2 separate regions of the Canis lupus genome follow, and region 1 is linked to region 2. A link is a contact called in public Hi-C data. All regions are on one chromosome and are shown on one strand. The core of a region is the stretch at or near the end of the contact, and the rest is flanking DNA. Distances in the headings are between cores, read along the strand shown. Region 1 holds the start of PTK2B (protein-tyrosine kinase 2-beta). Region 2 overlaps EPHX2 (bifunctional epoxide hydrolase 2).

Region 1 (5,482 bases), core at 1,957-4,456, 200 kb before region 2:
GCCCTTTGGTGATGAAGGATTTCTTTTACTTTGTCTTTGTGCCTATGACTGTTCGTTCATTTTTTTGTTCAGAACACTTTTCTTTTAAAAGAACACTATTCGTACTATTCTTTTAAAATGAAATGTATTCTGGCTTTGTTTTTGTTTTTTATTAAAGTAGGCTCCATGTTCAGCATGGAGCCCAGCGTGAAGCTGGAACCCATGACCCTGAGATCATGACCTGAACCGAGATCCAAGAGTCAGATGCTTAACCAGCTGAGCCACCCAGGCACCCAAAAATGAAATGTATTCTAATAATAAATTTACATTATGTTATTTCATTTCATTATCAATAATAGAGAGACCCCTGTGACTTACCTTATGTGCCAATGATGAGTTTAGATTTAGCCCTGCTCTTTCCCACATGTGTGGCTGTGGACAAATTGTTTACCTTTTCCAAGCCTCCTTTTCCTTTCTACAAAATAAGAATACTGTAATCTACCTCAATGAATTGTTGTGAAGGCCTATTAGGTGATGGATGAAAGTTATAGTCACACAGTGAACACTTGACAGATTATATCTGTATAGCAGATACGTATGTAATCTCTCCCCACTAAATGTGCCCTATTTAATTCCTATTATTATTATTATTCTAAGTAGGCTCCACACCCAACATGGGGCTTGAACTCACAATCCTGAGATCAAGAGTCACATATTCTACCGACTGAGCCAGCCAGGTGCCCCTAATTCCTATTATTTCTAAAAATAAAATCATAGTGTGTTATAGCATAATAATCACCATAGTATGTATATTTTCATACCTATCTTTTTAATTAAATTTTAATTATTTGTTCATGAGAGACACAGAGAGAGGCAGAGACACAGGCGGAGGGATCCATGCAGGGAACCCAATGTGGGACTCAATCCCGGGGCTCCAAGATCACGCCCCCAGACGAAAGGCAGGTGCTAAACCGCGGAACCACCCAGGGATTCCCTATTTTCATACCTATCAATTGGGGCATCATAATACCTTATGAAATAGGTAGAGCAGGTAGTCCTTATTCCTCTACTCTCCTCGGTTAGGAAGTACAAGCTCAGAGATATGGATTCATTTGCCCAAGGTCACATCTTCCTTTTTGACTGGATCCCTCCTATGTGCATCTAAGCCTTCTCTACTGGCTTAGACAAAGTGTAGAACACACAATGATCCATAAGTAGAATTTTTAAAGAGCATTTACACAGAATTCTAGGCTCCTGGAAGCATTTCTGAGAAGTTTATTAAAAGGCCGGTAACAGGCTGACATGTGTGACCCTATCACCTTAACTTTTCATGATCAATCCTTGACAGGACATAGGGGAGACCTACAGACAGAGTATCCATCCCAGAGAGTTTCCCAAGGCTTTTATTCAAACAAAACAAAACAAAAAACCTGTTATCCTGCGATGCTAGGAGCTAGGTTTCAGAGCTTTAAAGAAACATCTCTGAAGAATTCATTCAACATCCTCTGGCATTTTTGAGTATCTGAGAACTTTTCTCAAATTAGGGCCTGGCGAGGTTGTAGTTTATGGATTTGGCCACATGGAGGCAGCATACACAAACTCACCTTTCCTTAAACCAGCTTGGATTAGTTGTGCTTCTTAGTTGCCACTGCCTCCAGCCCAATACAGACCCTCAGTAGGTAGTGCAAGTATCTAACCTTGAACTGCTCAACATTCACCTCCTCATTCCTGTGCACAAGAATACAGGAGGGCCCCCATTTCTCAAGGCCCTCTGACAATTTCCTTGTGCGTCAGTTGGTCCCTTAGTCCTCCGGGATACTTTGCCTGCTAACTTCATCAGTTTACCCATCACACTTGCCTTATCACCCCAAACCCTAGCCAAGTTTTCCCTGGACACCTTCTGACTGCTTTGCAGGTTGTCAGCATTACTTGGTACTGGGAACAGCATGAATGGGTAAATGGGATGGACAAGGAGGAGCTCCTGCAGTTGTGGCTATGAGCTCCTATCCAATGGGTTGTAAGTTGCCTTGGTTGGGATATGGGCCTCAGGCTCAGAGATTTTGATTGTCAGTTAACCTGCACTGGCATCCAGGTATCTGCATTTTATAAGCTACAAGTAGTTTGCTGGTCACACTTTGAGAAACATCAACTCTCCGGCTTTGTGGCCTTAGACAAGTAATCTAAGTCTTGATTTTCTTTTCAGAAAAATGGGGGAAATTCGATGAAATCATGTAAACCGAATGCTTTCTTAGCAATAGTGGTTGGCGTTTAGACATGTTCACCAAATGCTGGATTTTTCTATTGTTTTCCTGGGGTGGCTGATCCACTGAGTTCAGGGTTAGTGAGTGAGGTAGTGTCAGGGAGGGCCGTCGTGTCTGCTGGACTGTCATGTATGGCTGCACAACTCCAGGGGGCAGAGATCCTGTGAGATGAGATGTGAATAGCATGTTCTAGAACTGTGGGAGATCCCAATCCTTCACAGAACCCAGAATGAAGAAGTTTTGGGCAGGGGCTCTGGAGAGGAACTTTGAGGATGTGGGGCACATGGAGGACAAACCAGCTTTCTGACCTTATGCTAGGTCCAGTTCACCTCCTCCCACTCAGGGGAAAGTCTGGAATCTTTCTAGCGATAGGGGAAAAAAGGGTTTCTAAATGCCCTTGAATCACTGCCTTGAATTTCACTGTCCAGCTGGACTGAGTAAAGAGGTGAACCAGCCTCTTTGTTTGGGCAGCGAAGTCAGCTGATACGGAGATGGGGCTGGGTAAAGGCTGCCCCGCTTCTGTGACAATTCTTGGGCAGCCATGCGGTCCTCCCTCTCACAGCACAAGCACCTGGATCAGTTCTTCCAAACCCCTGGTGACAGTCCCCCGATCTCCAGGGGAGAGACCTGGAGGGGCACAGGTGCTGAAATTATGGGAGCCAGGTAACAGTCTCCCGCTCTGAAACCTACCTGGAGGCTGGAGAGGAAACCCCAACCTCTAAGAGTGGCCTCCACAAGCCTGCAAGTGGAGTGGGAGGAGGGGGGAGGGGGGCAGCCATCGGGAGGGGTCAGCCGCTCCCAGGGCTCGCAGGGGCCGGAGACCCCTTCGGGGCTCCGGAGATGGGTCCCCAGGTGGGCACGTGCAGCCCAGGGAATTGGTGGCGGCGTCTATTTCAGGGTTTATGGTAAGAGGCTGGAGCAGGCACACGCTCAGCGCCACAGACAACACACCCCACCCTTTAAGGAAGTGAGGAGGAGAGCAGCAGGGGTGTGGTTAACCAGGAGGAGGAGAGGGGAAAACACAAACCTGTCAGCCCTGTTACTCAGCAGAGGCCTCCGGAGCGGCCGCGCACCCCTTACCTGCCGCCGCCCCGACCCACCTGTACCTGCCGCGGCGCAGCCGGCGCCTCACCTGGCCGACCGGGAGCCGGCGGAGTCGGCGCTTCCCTCCGTGTGAGTCCGCGCCCGCGATCCGGCCGGAGCGCCCAGCCACAAGTTGGGGGCGGCGGGGGGGTGCGGGGGGCGGGGGGGGCCGGCGGGGGGCGGGGCGGGGGCGCTCCCGAGGCTGCGGGTACCTGCGCGGCGCGGGAGTTCCCGGGAGGGCAGCCCCGGGGGCGGCGGCGGGCGCGCCCCGCGCTGGGCTCCAGGGCCTTCCCCAGGGCGCCGCACGTCGACTTGCGGAGTTAACTGGACGCTCTTTGTCCTGCTACCGTATTCCGGGTGGTGATGAGAAGGCTCGGACCCGCCACCCGCCACCCGCCACCCGCCACCCGCCTCTGGGGCTCGGGGCGCCCAGCAGGGCTTCCCCAGTCCGACTTCAGGTGCTTCCTCAGAGCCGCTGCCTGCGTCCCGCCCTGTCCCCTGTCCTCGTGCCCTTCGGCGCCCCCACCCTGGTCCCATTCCCAGCACACCCCACTGCCCTGGCACGGACTTCCTGCCCTCCTAGAGGGCATCTTCGAAATCAAGCCCGGACTGGAAGCCAGCAGGGCTCTGGGAGGGGCACAGAGGCGCAACTCCAGCGTGTGTGTGCGTGTGAGTGTGCGTGTGCGTGTGTGTGTGTGTGTGTGTGTTTGGGGGTTAAAGTTCCCACTGGCTGCTCACTGGCTCTTTGTGAAACTACCTTCCAGATTCCACGAAAGGGTTAAGTTCTGTGCCGCCTTCTCCTGCTGTCAGGCTGTGCGTGGGCAAAGCCTTGGGTGGGTGAACAGGGAACATATGGGTGATGTTCTGAGCCCACCGGGCCCCACCACCTGCCCTAACCCTCAGCCATCTGACACTGGCGTCTCCCCACACCCCAAACTTGGGGCCCAGTCCAATTAGACTCCCTTACAGGGGCCAGAGGTGGGGAGAAGGGGGGCAGAGTTTGCACACAGAGGGGGCACGTGCCCGGAGGATTTGGAAGCTGAAGAGAAGTTTCGGCTGGCCTGTAGCTAGAACTGAGCCCCCAGGGACAGTCGGTAGGGCACCATCAGGTAAGGGGCATGAGGACACCTCTCCTGCCTTGGCTGCTCTCTCCTTACCGGAGTCCTGGCCAGGACGAGTGGTTGTGGACCCAAGCCCCAGCCTTTCACAACTCTGAGGGAGGGAGAGATGAAAAAGTGAGTAAGGATGGGAGGGAGGAAGGAAGTAGTTGCATTCAAGAGCTCCAGCTCTGCCTGGACAGTCTCTAGCCATCCGTTCATTCATTCAATAAGCATCTGCTGACTTCCTACCTGAGGCCACGTGCTGGTGCTGGGTGTGGGGGCCCAAGGGTGCCTGTGACCCACCCCCGCTCCCTGGAGAAGCACGGTGGATGGTGAGTGAATGCAGCAGGCTGCGACGGGAGGGGGCAGGCTTCAGGGTACCGGGGAAGACTTCCTGGCAGAAGTGACGCCAAGCGGAGACTCGCAGGATCAATAGGAATCAGCCAGAGAGTGGGAGAGAGGGACGAAGACAGGCACCGAGCACAGCGGGTGCTAAGAGCTGAGGCCAGAAGCAGCATGACACATCCAGGAAACTGAAAGTAGCTCAGCATGTTTGGAGCATGTAGAGGGCAGGGGCGAGGTGAAGCTGGAGAGGTAAGTAGACACAGCTCCAGAAGGGCCTGCTCAGGCTGCCATGGCAACTCGGGTTGGAGCAACACTTGGGACCAAGAGCCAGGCAGGAGACTTCCCAGCATGCCTCTGACTCTGGGAGGAGGGGGGCGGTGTTTGCCAGATTTAGCGAATAAAAACGCAGGACACTCCGATTTGAATTTCAGATAAGCAATGAATATTTTTCAAGTATAAGTATAGCCCGTGCAATATTTGGGACATACTTATACTAAGACATTATGTATTGTTTATGTGAGATTCAAATTTAACGGGATATCTGGTATTTTATCCGGCAACACTCTTCTGGAAGGCAGGTCAAGATGCTACCATTCTGGGGGAAAAAAAAAAAAAAAAAGATGCTACCATTCTGGGAAGTGAAGGATGAGCAGCGCCCAGGTGCCACGGGAACAGTCTCAGGGCATATTTATCTTGTAACCAATCCTCCTGCTT
Region 2 (4,871 bases), core at 34-2,533:
ATAATATATTATATATATATATATATAATATATCATTGAAGTTCGATTTGCCAACATATAGTATAACACCCAGTGCTCATCCCGTCAAGTGCCCCGCTCAGTGCCTGTCACCCAGTCACCCCCACCCCGTGCCCGCCTCCCCTACCACTACCCCTTGTTCTTTTTTCCAGAATTAGGAGTGTCTCATGTTTTATCACCCTCTCTAATTTTTCCCACCCATTTTCCCTAGTTTCCCCTATAATCCCTTTCACTATTTTTTATATTTCCCATATGAGTGAAATCATATAATGATTGTCCTTCTCTGATTGACTTACTTCACTCAGCATAATACCCTCCAGTTCCATCCACGTCAAAGCAAATGGTGGGTATTACTTTTTCATCATGCAAATCCAAAATTATACCCAGTAAACACAAACTCTCTATTCCCTCCTCCCTCCAGCCCCTGGCACCCAGCATTCCACTTTCTGTCTCTGAATTCAACTATTCTAGAGAGCTCGTAGAAGTGGAGTCATACAGGAATTGTGTTTTGGGGGTTTGGGTTATTTCACTTTATACAGCATCCTCAGGGATGTTCCACGTTGTAGCATGTATCTGAATTTCCATCCTTTTTAGGGCTGAATAACATTCCACGGTATGTGTAGACCACATTTGGCTTATCCATTCCTCCTTTTATGGACACTCAGGTTGTAGTTACTACTTGTTTTGAGCACGGTATGCCAAGTGGTCCTATTCACAAGCACACTCTGGCGTTCTCCTGTCTTTCAGAGAAGCAGACAGGGGCTCTGGGGTTCACTAACTGGCCCAAGACTAGGTACTGACTGGGTTTGTTTGACTTTAAAGTCTACGTGCATCCTCCTAAGCCACACTGTGAGGGAGCTTGGACTTTGTTGTGTGTGCCTGGCTCATCCAAACACAGCAGGAAGGAGCAAACCAAGATAAGCTCAAAGGGCTGATTAATACAAGTAACCTCAGGGGAAAGATGCTTACTAACTGCCCCCTTAGTAGGGCGAAGGTTATTATAGTCTTTGTGGAAAAATCATACTCCTATTGTTATGTTGTCGCTGCTGGGTTTAAAATCTGCAGGAAGAGTTGAGAGAATCAAGAGTTTCCTCTTGATTAGGAAAATGTTTAATATTCAAATAAGTGAAGGCTGGGGTGTGGGAGTGCGTTTGGGGTGAATTCAGCTGCTGAGGCTGGTCTGGTTGGGCACAGAGCTGGGTCTCTAGGAGAAGCCCTGCACGAGGGTCCTGCCAGCATGTCTGCTGCCTGTTTGGCAACAGGGCAAGTCCCTTCCTACGTTGGGCACTCAATGTCCTCATCTGAAAACGGATGGTCTCATTGCATGGTTTTCAAACAGGTGACAGCTTCAAACCGAAGCCGAATTCAAGCCTAACAAAGCATAACGTGTGGGGCACCTGTCTCATTCAGGGGTGGGGGCTGGAACCTCCTCCTTCCTGCCTCTCTGCTCCCAAACCTGTCCCCGCCACTCCCCAGCCAGGAGGAGTGACCGGAAGCGCTCACCGTGGATGCATTCAGCCTAAGGAAGCCTCCAGACTGGTGTCCCTCCCACGCCTGGTTCACACTTGCTGAGCAGGACAGGGTGTGGCCTAGGTAAACTCCCCAGTTTAGATTCAGTTCCTCTAGCTCTTTGAACCCTGAGCCATTGTGTTTACTGTCTCTCGTCCTGCGTATTTGCCAAGTCTGGTGGAAACCAAAATGAAAAGGCATGTTTTTCTTTTTTTCTCAGCGAAGAGATGACAAGCTTTGCATTTGTATAGTAGGAAAGAGGAGGAGGAGCTCTGGGCAGCAGAGACAAATAGAATCAGCTGGGTAATTTGAACGTGACAAGTTCCATGTCTTAATCCTTAAGATTCTTCACGTCCTTGCTTAGCCTGGGGATATTTCATAGTCCCTCTGTCCCTGAAATCAGAACATGGTGTCCCCTTCTGTCTGTCAACACCGGTGCCTCTTTACTCCTCCTTAATAGTATATATGTATTTTTATTTCTTTGGAGAAGGGTGTGTGTGTGTGCGTGTGGTGTGGGTGTCTGGAACCATACAGCAAGCTATAGGCTCTGTAGGTTAGAGCAAGCCAAAGCCCACTTTTAAGTATTTAACCAGCTGAGAAACTAGGTAATAGAAAATGTGGGGAAAGGAAATTATAGATAGCAGTCAAGAAGAGATGGTTTTGCCAGGTGGAAGGGCACCCCAACATCCACACATGGTTTTCTTCCTTCTCCCTCATGGTGTTCAGAGTCCCCCTTAATCCCCCTACACATAGTACCCGCCCCCCACCAGGCCACCAGGCTACAGGGATAGCTGGTGACTTGCTACTGCCTGTATGTTGTAGATGATTTATGCTTGGTGCTTTAAAAAAAAAAAAAAGTACTGAGTCGTATAAAATAAAAAGTTGAATCCCCTTTCGCTCATCTAGAAGTAGCTACTATGAATAGTTTAGCAAGTATTTCCCAGACATTTTTTAAAAATATGCTTTTAAGTGTGGCGGGGGAGGGGGCATGCATATGTGCATATGAGTGTATGTGTAATTTTTATATAAATGGAATCATGCTGCTTTTTCATTTACTAGATCTTGGACAGATTTTCCTGCCAGGACGTATAGGTTTACCTCATTCGTTGCAGTGGCTTCTTGGTGCTGCAGAATACAGGTGGACCATCATTTATTTTATTTTATTTTATTTTTTATAAAGATTTTATTTATTTGTTCATGAGAGACACAGAGAGAGAGGCAGAGACATAGGCAGAGGGAGAAGCAGAGGGGAGCCGGATGCGGGACTCTATCCCAGGACCCCAGGATCATGACCTGAGCCGAAGGCAGACGCTCAACCACTGAGCCACCCAGGTGTCCCTGGACCGTCACTTATTTAACCAGTCCTCTACACAAAATATTGAGGACAATATTTTGGTTGTTTGTCACAGCTGAATAATGTATTTTAGAAGAAAGTGCCGCTGTTTGCATCTGCCATGGAAGAAACTCTTCTCATTTTATTTATGTTTTCGTAAATGGGTAGTGTTACATTATAGTAAAGAGAACTGGATACAGGGGGCTTTGAAGTCTGGAGTTCTTGTCTCCAGCTTGGCCATTTATAATGTGCCTGACTTTGAAGGAGGTCACACTCCACCCAAGAGTCTCCATCTGTAAGGTGGCCTTTGAAACTCAGTGCCGTGGGAAAGAGCGAAGGCGCCCACCCAGTGGAAGTGGCTTCAGAGCCTCAGGTCTTCTCATGGACTTACCGTGGGGCCTGACTCACCTCTCTTCTGAGTGTGTGTGTGCATCTGTCTGTCTGACCGAACACTGAAGAATAATAAACCATTTTCTCTTTTTGCCCAGATTTCAGATAGCATTTTCCATCTCAGGGGCAACCACCCCAGCCATGAATTTTCTGACCTCGTTTGAAAAAATCCTGCCCCAGAATTTCAGAGCAATCTGAGTGAGGATTATCAAGGTAGACAGAACATGAAGCAGAGATGCTGGCGCCAACCCCCTGATGAGATGGGGCCTTCTTCTCCCTGTGATGCATCTTCTAGTGGTAGCTGTAGTAGCTGTAGGGGGACAGAAGCCGTCCGGGCTTGTGCCCTGATGGACCTGCCCTTTGATTTCAGTGGCTGTCTCCACTGTCTTGGACAATGAAACAGTAGAACCAATTAAGAGCATCTTCTGAGGCTGACCTGTCCTACATCTTGGAAGGAGCAAAAGGGCAGATTGGAGAAAAGAAACCCCCCGGAGTAGCTAGGAGTTTCTGTGATTTCAAGTTTAAAATAAAGAGCGGGAGGAGGCAGTGGTAGTTAGTTAGAAAGGCCAAGAAATTCTAATGAATTCTCCAAAGTGGGTTCCCTTATGTTTCTAGTCATTCACACCATGAGAAGACCTCCTTAAACAGCCTGGGAGTACTCTTGAGACCAAGCTCCAGGATCCATGGAATTCCAAAGGCTTTGTTCTAGGAGCTCCTTTTCTTTGTTTTTCTTTTTTTTTTTTTAATAATAAATTTATTTATTTTTTTGGTGTTCAATTTGCCAACATACAGAATAACACCCAGTGCTCATCCCGTCAAGTGCCCCCTCAGTGCCCGCCACCCAGTCTCCCCCACCCCCCGCCCTCCTCCCCTTCCACCACCCCTAGTTCGTTTGGAGCTTTTTTCCAAACCCAGGGCTGTCTTCAGTTTGCCTGCCCCGGGGACAGCTTTGGGTCACAGGAGAGCAGATCCTCTCATTTGTCTCCGTTCTGTAGATTACTGCTCAGCCTCACCTCAAGCTGGGGCTGACTTGCCTCGTTTGGCAAATATGAGCTCACAGTGGAGGGCGGAAAAACAAAAGCCACGATCATTCCGAAGACACTCCCACCAAAGTCTTTCTCTCCTATTCCTGCCCCCTTTGCACCTCTCTTCCCTTTCTCCTTCCTACCCACCCAGCCTTTGCCGGGTACCTACTATTACCATGCTATGGCCATGGGAAGAAAAATATGAATACGATACAGTGTGAGTCCATGAGACACAGGCTGGTGAGGGGACCAGATCCCAAAATAGACATTTCTGGTGCAATCCAGTAACTTTAAGGATGGGGATACTAATAATAACAATTATTACCATTTCTTGGCATTTCTCCTGAGTGTCAGACATTGTAATACGCATTATCGTTATCTTGTAGAAATCCTTACAAAACTCCCGTTTTATAGATGTGGAAATTGAGGCTTGGGAATATTAAGCTGCCCAGTTAGTTAAGTATCAGGAGAGGGGCTCGCAGCCTTATTTGCCCGATTCCAAAGTCCATCCCCTAACTGCTCGGCTCTGGAGCCCAGAGGGAGGAGCCGCCTCCCAGGGGGCAGGTGGGAATTTTGTCATTGGTCTGCGGGACTTA

Evidence for each region. A called contact is a pair of places that touch in the nucleus more often than the background predicts.
Region 1: a contact with region 2 is called in a Hi-C map of blood, with 4 times the contacts expected there. The contact joins the promoter of PTK2B here to the enhancer-like site in region 2. A contact is called at or near these places in 2 of 9 Hi-C or Micro-C datasets (both in blood).

The regions. Positions count from the first base shown.
Region 1 is chr25:30,429,707-30,435,188 of UU_Cfam_GSD_1.0, reverse strand. It overlaps PTK2B (protein-tyrosine kinase 2-beta), which reads left to right and starts at 3,206. Exons shown (of 30, transcript XM_038573754.1): 1 at 3,206-3,413.
Region 2 is chr25:30,227,148-30,232,018 of UU_Cfam_GSD_1.0, reverse strand. All of the region lies in intron 12 of EPHX2 (bifunctional epoxide hydrolase 2), which reads left to right. Among named protein-coding and RNA genes, the nearest start is that of EPHX2, 46 kb to the left of the region's middle. Within about 2 kb of position 1,283, at least 6 of the 20 cell types and tissues checked have an H3K27ac peak or open chromatin away from gene starts, as enhancers often do. A contact at or near this core is called in blood, where this site is marked.